Regions from separate parts of the Danio rerio genome. Here region 2 is linked to region 1. The links are chromatin contacts, called in public Micro-C maps. All regions are on one chromosome and are shown on one strand. Each heading gives the region's core, a stretch centred on a gene start, on an enhancer-like site or on the middle of the called end of the contact. The rest is flanking DNA. Distances are from core to core; before and after follow the strand shown.

The links. A called contact is a pair of places that touch in the nucleus more often than the background predicts.
Region 2: a Micro-C map of caudal fin shows a contact between it and region 1, with 3 times the contacts expected there. The contact joins the promoter of nme7 here to the enhancer-like site in region 1. A contact is called at or near these places in 3 of 18 Hi-C or Micro-C datasets (caudal fin, hematopoietic stem cells and an unstated tissue).

What each region holds. Positions count from the first base shown.
Region 1 is chr6:31,546,348-31,549,047 of GRCz12tu, forward strand. It overlaps evi5b (ecotropic viral integration site 5b), which reads right to left. Exons shown (of 20, transcript XM_073954150.1): 4 at 2,589-2,700; 5 at 2,193-2,267; 6 at 1,841-1,966; 7 at 1,353-1,496; 8 at 1,065-1,154; 9 at 884-981; 10 at 728-788; 11 at 1-47. Among named protein-coding and RNA genes, the nearest start is that of gfi1ab, 36 kb to the left of the region's middle. Within about 2 kb of position 1,419, at least 8 of the 62 cell types and tissues checked have an H3K27ac peak or open chromatin away from gene starts, as enhancers often do. A contact at or near this core is called in caudal fin, where this site is marked.
Region 2 is chr6:31,791,118-31,793,817 of GRCz12tu, forward strand. nme7 (NME/NM23 family member 7) reads right to left here and starts at 1,326. Exons shown (of 12, transcript NM_130929.2): 1 at 1,034-1,326. The coding sequence starts at 1,036. It overlaps zgc:172121, which reads left to right and starts at 1,153. Exons shown (of 9, transcript NM_001114914.1): 1 at 1,153-1,357; 2 at 1,592-1,671; 3 at 1,743-1,810; 4 at 2,478-2,650. The coding sequence starts at 1,354.

The DNA of each region.
Region 1 (2,700 bases), core at 169-2,668:
AGAGTGTCTATTCGCTGCTTCAGAAGTCTGTTTTCTGTGCGTAGTCTCTGAAACAAAAAGTGTCAGTATTGAAAATGCTAGACTGCAATACATCAAAACAACATTGTTTACACAGGGTATATGCAGGAATCCTAAAGGTAATTTCAATACCTTTTTAAAACTTTTAAAATAAGTACTCAGAATATTTTAAGACCTTATCGCCACTTCAAGTTCTAATCAGTATCAAACTTTTCACCTAATAAAAAGTTGCTAATTAACAGCTGTAGTTAAATAAATGAATGGAGCACAACCATGCAACAGAACTCAGATAGGCTCGGAAGAAACAAAAGCTTGAAAGAATAAATTACGTGGTTGTTTTTAGCGTCAGGTTTCTCCAACCAGCAGTACACAAACTTAAATTTTCCCATTTTGCCATCAGTTTCGCTCCATAGTTTCACTACATGTGGAGAGCATCACATAACCTTCCCAAGTTTGTCGCAAATTACATGACATCATTTAATTTTATTAATGGAATAAAAACGTTGCTTTAAATGCTTTAATATCTTCAGAATATCTTTCTATTTTTATGGACTGAACTTTGTTGCTAAACATGCACATGAATGCCACATGTCAAACCATTGCAATTGTGCAGTAACAATAGAGACAGTATGTATCTCAAAAATGTCTATATTACATAACAATACAAAAGTATTTGAAGAGGTAACACTGTGTTGAATTGTCATCTCACCTTGATCTCCACCTGTTCCTCCATCTCCTTTGTTTTGATTGTAGTGTACTCCTTTTCCAATCTATGAATAAAGGCATTCAAAACGTTAAGTAAGTTTCTATGTCAACAAACATACTGAGAAAAAAAACAAATTCTTTTTAGATTGGCTAGACTCACTTTTTCATTTTCTTGGCATTGTACTTGACTTGATAAGCAGCCTGGATGACTTTGTCTGGTCCACTGTCCAGCTGATGAGGGATGACCTTCTGAAAATGCTGTAACAGAGTGAAAATGTCAATCAATGCAATTGTTGATTATGAGTTTATAATTGAGAAGAAAATATTTAAAGATACTCAACCTGCAACATTCCCTCCATGTCCAACTGCATGAGCTCAGCCTGATTCATCTGCAGGATGGCCATCCCCACACGAAACACTATCTCTAAACCCTGTAATAACATGCAGTGATGACGTTCAAGCTCCAAAAATAATTGCAGTAGCGTGATGGGACCAACAGAGGGCGATAACAGACAAATGAAATACTCAAGTGTGCTGTGTTCTCAATTAGCTTAGCATGCAAAACATACAAAAACAAAACAGACTGTAGGCGTGTTAGAGAGAGAAGGATGACAATAAAATGTCCTTACCTCACACATGAATATATCAAAGATCCTGGTGGCAACAGGAAGAGGAAAAGAGGTTAGGAAGATGGTGAGGAACCAGGATGAAGCATACATGGAGGTGTGGAAACTCTGGGCCTGGAAGTGCACATGGAGCTCTGGTAGCTGCTCCTGCAGGGAGAAAACAAGACAGAATGTAAAATCATCAGTAAAAAAAGAGAAATCATTATGCATCATTCATATAGCATGTTTGTTTTAAAGGGTTAGTTCACCCCAAAATGTAAGGTACAATATCATTTATTCTGCCTAATGTAGTTTTAAACCTTTATCAATGAGTCCCAACAATAAGCATTTTTCTAAATATCTTCTTTTGTGTTAAAAAGAAAAAAAAAAGGTTATGAACAAGTGTGAGGATTTTTACAAGATGAGGAAAGTGTACACTTTCTACACATATTTATGAGGAACTAATTCAGAGAAAGTCATCAATTTTAAAGGATAGCTGGCATGCCACTGACCTGAATCATACATTCAAACTGATACATGCAGAGGCCCAATTCAGCCATACTGGGTTTGAAAAGCTCTCTCAGCCTGTACTCCTGCATCAGTTTCACAAACACACAGAATGCTTCTTCCTCTGGCATCTACAAGAACACAATTATACACCATATTAATACAAACTAACAACAATTCCAATAGACAAACATAAATTTAAAAAAATAAAACTATAAACCAGATTATTATTACCGAAGATTACATGTTTATTAAGCACATAATAAATTAGCTTTCAATATTACTTTAAAAAGGCTGATAATACAGACTGTTAAAAAAATTATCTATAAATGAAGTATTTTTTGACAGTGTTAATACCTGCATCAGAAGAAGTCCAACAATAAAAGCACTTCCTTGACAGTAGCCCACTTCTCGATCAACCAGAGAATAAGCCTGTAAATGCCAACGTAAGGTTTAATGGAGTATCATTTATAAATATCATGAATATCATTATTATATAATTTATAAAGTCATGAGTTTAGTGCTGATCGTGTTCTGTTATTCCACCAGACAACCCTACGAGTCTCTTATCTACTCTAAACACAAACCCCAGTGACGGTGTTTTCCTTGGGTAAGTTGTCATTAAATAACATCAAACAGAAACTGATGTAAGGTGATATGTAGGGTAAAGATCTGGAGTAATACCTATAAATAACTCTGAACGATAACATCTGTGTCTTTTCAAACCCTGACTATGAAGAAAGCCTACAGTACCTTCATCACATTAAAGAGCACCTCCTGACCCAGACTGTCCTTCTCTTTAAAGAACTCGTGCTCGGGGTAGGTACGGGCAATATCTCTGCGAATGAGTTTTTCACAGGGCGAG
Region 2 (2,700 bases), core at 76-2,575, 240 kb after region 1:
AACCAAAATGATTTGAACACACTTTAAGGTGGATCTAAATGAACATTCTATAAGAGCTAAATCACTGACTCCTGTAAATGAACCTGGGCAGAATTAACTGGAAATAGCTAGGCTTATCCACCGCCTCTAACACAGTGAAAAGTAGGGCTTTCCTCTCAAGAGCCCTTCTTGGACTTTCTCAGACACCTGCTGTGGCCCTATGCTATCACTGCAAACATTTCATGCTGTCTGCGTGGAGATGGATCAATGTACACTATTAAGGAGACCGAATGTGAATTGGAAAATAAACAGTGTAGGTGCACAACAGAGAAAGAAGACGATGGCGAAGATATCCCGTTACCCACAGAATAACAGGGTTTAGTCTGTTGTGGAAATGACACTAAAAAAGCATGTTTTTTTCCACACACTGACATTAAAGTTTCTGACTGAATATGGCGTCTTTCATTTCATTGTGATGTTGTAGAGCCTGAGGCCACACAACTACTTTTCAGATACATAACAAATTAAGCAACTTACAAATGTCCACCAAACCATATTCAGTCAGGAGCCAGAGATTTCTTTTGAAAGCAACTTCTCCAATAACTATTTCTTCTGGAGGAAAACAGTGACATCAAGTGGTGGACCAAATAACAGCGTTTGATATGTCAAAACAATACAAATATTCCAAGTTTATAAACACCGTTTTGTTTAGTGTATCATGATAAACATTCTTCATTTAACAAAACTTTAAACAGCCAACTAGTTTCCAGTTTATTTTTTGTAACCTCGATTAACTAAGTTAGATTAACTTACAGTTCACATGAGATGTTTAGCACGTTGCATTTGTTATATTTAGTGCACACAACACATATTTGATATAGTGGGTTTTGTGACTTTGTTCATCTCAGTACGTTAGAGACACTGAACAATAAAAAATAAGAATTGCTAAAAAGCAAATGACTTCCGCTAAAACTAAAATAACCATTCATGATCCTATGAGTTTAGTTCTTCATCAAACATATCTAAAAACTCAGTAAAAATATTTTCCACTTACCATGTGTGAATTTTGTTATTAAATGGATAATGATAATGACTGTTGTTTGTTGTTTAAGAGAAGGTGGGTCGTCTTCCTTTATCCTCGCTGTTATGTGCCACCATCACCATAGCAACAACATCAAACGTGCTAATGACAAATAAAGCAATGAAACGGACTCCCAGTTAACGCGTAGCCTTTTTAACATTAAGACAACTTCTATTTGTGAAGTCTACTCAGTAAACAGACGACTGGGGGTTGAATATTTTGCTTAGTTCGATTCTCACTGTAACCCGGAAGCGTTCGTTTCTGACCTTTACCGCCAACTGACGCGCGCGCACATGGGTTTGTTATGGTTGGGTTTTTAACACTAGTTATGCTTCAGTGTTCATTGCTGAGCTATGCAATAATATCTCGAGCTATGTGGAAAATATTTAAATGTTAGACGGTTTAATATCCTTCTAACATTAGATTTAGCTTAAAATGTCACAAGCATTATATAATACAAGACAAGGGTCTTTTACTCTCTCCATAAAATGGTTTAATGTTTAAAGCTGAAGGTATGTCCACTCATTTCAGCAGCTGAAATGGATTCCAGTCCATTCATTTTAGATGGCGGTCTAGCAACAGAACTCGAAGCAAGTGGATTTCAGTTACAGGTAAATTAGTTATTATGACACACAGACCTATTGTCAGTAATTTAATGGTAAACTCGTACTGTGTACTGCAGGGAGATCCACTGTGGAGTGCACGAGTTCTGCATACAGATCCACAGGCTATTAAGGATGTCCATTACAGGTAATTACAAGCTTCTTTGTGCTGTTAAGCAATGAACGTTGTTTATATCTGATGTAAACCATTAAAATTAACATTACTTATACTACATGTAACTCTTAAAATAGTGTTTTTATGAGTATATACCTTTTGCTTTCAGAACTGTCCTTGTGGCAGATAATTATCAAGGTGCTGATAAAAATACAGACGTGCAGTGCACTTATTTTTAGGACTAAATTTAGGAAACTACACATTTAATGTAACTGAATAAAAGTACCAATACTTTTAAATATTAAATGCAATAACCTTTAAAAGTATTTATGTTTCAAGTTAATTGTGTTCTTCTTAACTTTCTGTTGACTAGTTTCTGTTGATTATTTAGCATCAAATCAGTATATTAGAATCAGATGTCATCATAGGAATAAATTACATCTTTAAATGTAAAAATAGAATAAAATTTCTAATAATAAAAGTAAAAAGATTCTAATAATATTTCACAATATTACGTTGTGTACTACATAGTTTCTACCCAGCCTAAGTGTGCTTAAAATGCATTATTCAACATCTTAACAAATCCCAGACTTTGACAGTTGAACATTTGCTTTCATTAATTTGAACTCCAAATATTATACCGTTTGTCATGGATTAGTGGCAAAGATAATGATGTATAATTTGACTTTTTTCTAAATAGATATCTTCAAAGTGGTTCTGATGTCATAACAACAGCTACGTATCAGGCCAGCATTGAGGGATTCGTGAAATATCTCGGTGTTCAACCTGAGGAGGCTCAGCACATGATGATGTCAGCAGTTCAGCTGGCAAAAGAGACAGTCTCTGAATTCATCTCTCAATCACCCATGTCAGGTGTGTGCTTATCATTTGTGGAAAAAATGTAGAAACCCGCCAGTTATACA